Regions from separate parts of the Gossypium hirsutum genome. Here region 2 is linked to region 1. Evidence: chromatin contacts called from public Hi-C data. All regions are on one chromosome and are shown on one strand. The core of a region is the stretch at or near the end of the contact, and the rest is flanking DNA. Distances in the headings are between cores, read along the strand shown.

What was found. Hi-C and Micro-C count contacts between places; a contact is called where the count stands out from the background.
Region 2: a Hi-C map of leaf shows a contact between it and region 1, with 2.7 times the contacts expected there. The contact joins the enhancer-like site here to the promoter of LOC107951774 in region 1. A contact is called at or near these places in 14 of 34 Hi-C or Micro-C datasets (anther, fibers, hypocotyl and 3 more).

What each region holds. Positions count from the first base shown.
Region 1 is chrD01:8,897,142-8,900,762 of Gossypium_hirsutum_v2.1, forward strand. It overlaps LOC107951774 (indole-3-acetic acid-amido synthetase GH3.6), which reads left to right and starts at 2,350. Exons shown (of 3, transcript XM_041086966.1): 1 at 2,350-2,855; 2 at 3,056-3,621. The coding sequence starts at 2,530.
Region 2 is chrD01:8,941,708-8,945,713 of Gossypium_hirsutum_v2.1, forward strand. No RefSeq gene overlaps it. Among protein-coding and RNA genes, the nearest start is that of LOC121214233, 6.4 kb to the left of the region's middle. Within about 2 kb of position 1,409, at least 3 of the 9 cell types and tissues checked have an H3K27ac peak or open chromatin away from gene starts, as enhancers often do. A contact at or near this core is called in hypocotyl and leaf, where this site is marked.

The DNA.
Region 1 (3,621 bases), core at 1,100-3,599:
ATAAATAAATCCATCCTAAGATTAAAGTACTAGGTACCCGTAATGATAAGGGAAGGATGAGTAATGTACTCTTAATGGACCCATAACATAAATATGTTAGAGTGTTATAATTACGGGAACACTTTTGATGGGATCTACCTATGTGAGTGGAAGTGTGGCCGCTTCTAGGAGCTTAAGGGCTTGGTTCTGACAGCACTCATGAAAAGAGGACATAGACACATGGCTATAATAGTGTCCCTAGATACTATGCATTGACTGATGTTGAAATCATTGTGTGAGATGTGTTCAGTTAATCAAATGGAATAGTTGGTTCAAAGCTTAGTCTACCATACAATTTCGATTAACTTTAACATGTTTTCACTAAGTGAAGGTTCAATCGTAAGACACATTTATTTATGCAAATTGATTTCCAAGAATATCAAAATCTAAATATTTTGAAAATGGGGGGAGATTGTTGAAATATTTTCAAATATTTATAGTATCCCAATAACTATAAATGAATGGGTGTAATTAATCAAAAGATAAAACTTTTGGTCATTGGTCAAAAGTTATATCATTTGATTTTTTTTTTAAAAAAGAATTATAACTATTCAAAAAATATTATTTGAATAGTTACAAAATTAAATGAATAATTATTATTATTTATTTATTCATAAAGACACCTATTGAAAGATGTCTCTATGAAGAGACATGAAAATTCCTATAAATAGGAATGGGATTTCATTTGGAAATCATATCAACAAATTCTAATATTATTTCTTCTCTTCCTTCATTTTCTAATATTATTAGATTATTCTATAAAGTATTGCTGCAGAAATCCTTTGTAAAAATTGAGTTTTTGTTATACATTACTCAGTGCATAGTGGACTATTCTCGTCAGTGCAAAACGCAAATAGTCATTGGCTTCATTGTATCCTCGAGGTTAATTTGCTTGGAACTCGTTTGCACACTGAAGATAAGTGGGGGCGAATATAACCTTAAAGATGTGGCTTGATACACGCCTTGGAGCCTGTCCTATTTCTTCTTTTTCTTTTCGAGTTCCGATCGTGTGTTCGAGTTTTTTCCTTACCGGAGTTTTGTACTAACAGATATACCTAACACGCCATGTGTCACTATCAAGTCATTTCGTCAATTATATCAATTTTTAATAGAAAGAGACCGATTTACTTTTTTTTATTTAATATATAAATATTAATTTACACACCTTTTAATAAAAATATAATTAAATTTTTAATACAAAAACCTCCATAATACTTTTGTGATTGCCCGAACATATTATTATTAATAAAATAGGGGTATAGGAATACAAAGTCAAAGTGGTAATAGAAATTTGTATAGTAAAAGTTGGGGGCATGACTACTCCTATAAAGTATGTAATATTATACAACATATGTAAGAAGCCGAGTTTTTGCAGCCGATTAGGTTCCTAGTAAAAATAGAGTACGTGAAGGAACTGAACTCCCATTCGTACACGTGTCAAATTATAAAATTTGGCAGCCAGCTGGCTAGCCGGTCCCACTTAAATCCTTTAAACAAGAAAATAATAAGGAAAACGCGCCCCTCCCAATTATTTACCGTACGCATCTAACACACACACATAATTTGTTTCTCTTCTCTTCTCCTATTTATCTTTTCAACAGATATTGACATATTGTCTCGCGAGAACTTCAAAGTAAACGCCGTTTTTTTCATATCTTACTGGGAATTGCAATTTACAATTACTTGAAACCTAATTTAAAGGAAATTGGCTGCCGGTATTTTTTGAGACACCCGCGGTACAAGCGCGTTTGTACCGGTGATTCTACTGCGGGATTACCGGGAATTGCCTGTCAACCGTTTGTACCCGGTTGAACTGGTTCTTTTTCTCCATATCTATATCAAATTACGCTTTATCAATTGTATTTAAGCATGTATATTGTCCTTTGGGAAAAAAATCAGTAAATTAATTATGTATTTTAAGTGAAAATTTCGTGATATTTAATCAAATAAATTGGTTTTTTATATATTAAATTGTGAATAGAAATTTTTAAATAAAAAATTAATATTTTTTTAAAAAAAATGATAAAATGGGATAATTGGGTACTTGGGAACTGATCAAAGTTAAGGATAGAACTTGAATTGGGTATTTTGGCATGTTTTACTTTGATAGAAAAAAAAATTGAAGCATATGGGAATATTCAAATTTCTTTATCTTAAGGCATGCAAAAAATAAAAACAAAAATAATAATAATTGATAAATAATAATGAGAAATTGACGTATATACCCTTAATTGTACCATTATTTTTTAAAGCTCAAGCAACTTCAATCCTCCATCTATTTATACCCAACTCCTTCCTTCTTTTCCCTCACACCTAAACCCAAACCAAAACTATAGACATCCATTTCATCTATCAAACACCCTCCTCTCTCTCTCTCTCTCTCTCTCTCTCTCTCTCTCTCTCTCTCTCTCTCTCTCTCTCTCTCTCTTGGCTCTTAAAAGAAAGGCCTTTCTTCCCATTCAAAAAGTGCAAACAACAAATATCAGAATCATGCCTGAAGCACCTAAGAACACACTTAAACCTACTACAGATTACAGCCTGGAACTGAAGAACAAGAAAACCCTTCAGTTCATTGAGGATGTGACTTCAAACGCTGATGAAGTTCAAAAGAAAGTCCTTGAAGAGATCCTTTCACGCAATGCTCATGTTGAGTACCTGCAAACACGTGGCCTTAATGGTCACACTGATAGAGAGACTTTCAAAAAAACCATGCCTGTCATCACCTATGAGGATATCCAACCTCATATTGACCGTATTGCCAATGGTGATACCTCTCCCATACTTTCTTCCAACCCCATTTCTGAGTTCTTGACAAGGTCAGCAAACTAAGCAACCCTTTTTTCTTTTTATGCTTATGTTTTTTTAAAAGGTTTTTCCTGTTTTTGTTTCCTCTCCTCCTAGGCAGGCCATTTCAAACTTTACCTGTTTTACAAGCACATCAGTGATAGCCTGCCTTGTAGATTTCATGTTTATTTTGGTTTTGGCTAAACGGATGGTCTTGGTTTCTTCTTTGCAGCTCTGGGACATCAGGTGGGGAGAGAAAGCTGATGCCAACAATTGAAGAGGAGTTAGGAAGGAGGTCACTGCTCTATAGCTTACTGATGCCTGTTATGAGCCAATTTGTCCCTGGTCTAGACGAAGGCAAAGGAATGTACTTTTTGTTTATAAAATCCGAGGCTAAGACACCTGGTGGCCTTGTGGCACGCCCTGTTCTCACTAGCTACTACAAAAGCACCCATTTCAAGAATAGGCCATATGACCCCTACACCAACTACACTAGCCCAAATGAAACCATCCTTTGTCCTGATTCTTACCAAAGCATGTACTCTCAAATGCTTTGTGGACTTTGCCAACACAAAGAGGTCCTCAGGGTCGGTGCTGTTTTTGCCTCTGGCTTCATCAGGGCCATCAAGTTCCTTGAAAAACATTGGCGTCTCCTTTGCAAAGATATAAGAACGGGAACCATTGATTCCCAAATCACTGACCAATCTGTGAGAGAGGCTGTTATGAAAATCCTGAAACCTGATCCTAAACTTGCTGATTTCATTGAGGCCGAGTGCAGCAAAGATTCATGGCAAGGGA
Region 2 (4,006 bases), core at 159-2,658, 44 kb after region 1:
AGCGTGTTTAAAAAGTAATAGAATAAATGGATTTGAGTATGATTATTTGTAATTTATTCATGTAATTACTCAATTTCACATTCTCCTAAGAATGAAATAGTGTAATTGGAGTGCTTCGAGTACACTCAATTCAATGGGATTTACTAAGTGTATTGTTAACCAAACATGCCCCATATAAGTAATTATTAGCAATTACATCCAAATTTAATTATTAGATAATTTTCAAACACAATGCTGTTTTGTTGGTGGAAAAAACTCGAGATCCAACTTGAAAAGGAATTCTCATGATGCGATGTGAGAAAAGAAAACTCTAAAAAATCAGAGAAAAGTACCAGAGATGATTTGGGGTTTCTGGAATATGGAGTTGTGGAAAAAAATAATTGAACACTTTAGTTTTAGGGCAGAAGTTAAAGTAGGTGGTGAAATTTCCTTAATTCAATATGGGAACAAATGAGGTAAAGAAGAAGTGGTATAAAGATCATAGCATCTTTGTTTCTCTATAATGCAAGGGTTGTTGCTTACATAATTCCACTAGTAAAAGCCTTCATTTGTCACTTTAACCATGCTTTCCCTCCCTTATCCAATCTCAACGAACCCTGTTTGTCAAATAGGGCCACTTTGCCAACATAATGTTGCACACCAATCCCTCTTTGTAGGTAGGGGCTAACAATCCACTCCCATGGCATAAAATAAGACATTTGAAAGCAACTTCACCAATGATTTTATGTAGAGGGGAAAGAAATCAAACGGTACTTCGATTAAATTATTGAAGTGATCATTTATTAATGAAATGAGTTAAGCATGGAATATATTTTTATATGTGTGTTGTTCACGGTGTGGCTCTACTTACCCCATTAGGAAAGCTTAAAATCAACCCCTTAAATGGAGTAAAAGTTAAAGATGAAAGACAAACCTCTTTTTCATAGTCACAAATTCCAACGCATCACCATGAATGTGATTATTCACTCTCTACATAAATTGAGATTAAAGTAGCATTGCCATTATAATACAACTTTGAATTTTTCGCTATATATAATTGTCAACATATGGATCTCATAATTTATTTAGTTATATTTTGATTTAAACCGTTATATTGATGAATAATTTTAAAAATCCCTAAAAAGAATTTTTTTTAAAAGAAAAACTGATGAATTTAGCACGATTAGACAATAAATCGGCGAGTCGGAGTTGAAGAAAAAGGTAAGGAGACAACGCCACGTGTACTCGTATATCTACGGCCCACTTAGCATAGTGGGACCCAAAGTCCATGCTGGTCACGGTTCCCTAGAAGCGTAAAATCCGGGAAATTTTACAATTTTAAAGAAAATAAATAATATTTGATGTAGGGGGCCGTCTCACAATATCCTGCCACGTGGCAAGCAATAACCGTTGACTACATACATGGTGCAATGTGGGCCCACATGGTGCTTTTGAGATCAATAACTGCACAAGCATCCACGTGGGTTTTTTTTTTTCACTTGGGCCCACCTGGAAAATATATTTAAAAAATTAGACGCCATCTTTGCCGTTTGTTGTGAAGACTTTGGGAAGGTTGGAAGACACAAGCGAAACTAGATATATTAGATTTTGTTGGTCTTATCTCTTATGGAAAATGCTTTTATTTTTAGTTTTGAACTCAATTCAAAATAATCACCATTTCTTTTTTCGTTGCAAAAATTCAATCATATATCTTATTTCAATTTAGGAAATTACTGGTTTATCCCTATAAATATAATATAATTACAAATATATATTGAAAAATCATAAAATATAACTATACTAAGAATATAACCTATTTATATCAACTACCCCAAGGATGAAGCTAAAAAAATTTCTTTGACGGAATTAAATTGTATATTTTTTATTATAGTGAAAATGTAACTTCACAATTTTAATAATCTTTATTTATATAATTTTTAAATGATTAAATCAAATTTTTTATCATTTTTAGAGGGTTAAAGTATAATTTTACTATTACTAATTTAAAATTTTATCAATTATAAAGGGACCTAAATGAAAAAAATTTCATTATAGAGGTGGCAAGACTCTGCCTACCCCTAACTCCGCCCCTGAACTACGCATTATGAGATTTAAACCTATCTATGATGATTGTGCATACTTTAATTCGTTAGAATTTGGTCATCATATTTTACAAAAATGGAGAAGTTAATTGAATTAGGTAATATCATTAATCTAACAATTAATATGTAGCAAATTAACTATTAAAGTTGATGTATTTATCCACAATTGAAGTGACTTGTTAGGTTTGGTAAAATATAATGACCACCTTTTGAGAAATTAACATATAAGGGTGAACTTTTCAATTTTCAGAAAATGAAATTATCTTAAATTTTATATGTAAGAAAAAAGATCTAGTAAATGGAGATCTACAGACACTAAAATAAAAACTTAGTTATATTTTTAAAAATATAAATATCACCTTGAGACACTAATTAACATATTTTTCACAAAGATATTCTAGCCATCTAAATTGGGTTGCCTCAACAGATGTCTCTAATGTATTCCTTTTTGTTTGAAGATTAGGGTTGAGTGATACCTTTGAATTGAAATGCTAATTTGGAGATGATCTCCCTCAATAATTTCCTCATCCTCAATCCTGAGCCTTGTAAAGTACTAGAGAATCATGAATGCATATATGAATACTCAATAAAATTAAAATATCAAAGTTCATGATGATTTCAGCTCAAATCTTTTCATGCATAAAAAAAATTATATTTTGTATAAAATTATTTTAAAAAACACCTCATAATGTATGTTATTTTGAAAATTAATAATAATAACACAATTTTATCATGTTTTAGTTTGGCATATAATATTCATTCTTCCTACATGCTTTTCAGATATATGCCAAATGAACTAAAATGACGTATTCTCAGTAGCTCACAACATCCCAAAGCTATGAATATATATAATATAGGTAACGTATTTAGTCGATAATAAGTAGAGAATTTGTTTTTGAGTTTTATATCCTTCTTGGATAATTTTAAAAGTGTGCCCATCAGTTTGGTTTATTTAAGATTCATTTTCCAAATAATTTTTGCAATCATCGAGTTAGATTTTTTATTTTAAGGTATTTTACGGAGCGAGCCCAGTAACTAATCATTGGCATCTGTAGACCCATTAAGGAGTAAATGTTAGCCAGGAGTTTTAAAACTGCTCTATACCCAAGACGCGGATCAAACCCTCAACCACTGGTTAAGCTAAGATAAACCCTTGTCATCTCACATTATTCTTGTGATGAATTTTTTTTTAAATATTGGGTATAATTATAAGATATAATATTTACATTTATAGTGAAAAATTTAAGTTTAAACTCTTGAGTTTTTTCTCTTATACTATCACTTTTTACTTAAAAGTATCTCGGAATTAATATCAACAATGTTGACTTATTTTGCAAAACTATCATTTTTATCATTACGTTAACCATGCATTTTACCATTGTTGAATAAGTGAATAGGGTGCAAGAAAGGTTTTTTTACTATCATCTTCTTAGTGCTAATGATATATTATAGTACTAAAAAGATGATCTATCCCATCTATTTCTATAAAAAAAATTCCAGGAAAAAACCCCTGATTGAAAGGTTGAAAAAAGGATCAGGAAGAGAGAAACTTTCAAGTGTTACAGGAAAAATAGAGGCTTTGCTTTTTAGGGACAAAATATTATTTATCCAACAATGACCACTATAGCAACCGATCAAAGTTTTAATTTGATGTGATTAACCAGAATAAAAGTTTTAAGTTGATGTTGATTATTATGACTTAAAAGATGACTGATGGATAGTGAAATTTATAAAATATTGTGATAATAATAGAAAAGGATGTCCCATAGAAAATCAAAGTTAACAATAATATGAGAGAGAGGCACCCTTTTAAACACTATTAGAAAGTAAAATTTCAATAGGATAAGCATATTATAGTGGATTACAATCCTAAGGATATTATTTTGTAATTATGATTAGATGCCATTAAATGAATTTATTTATAA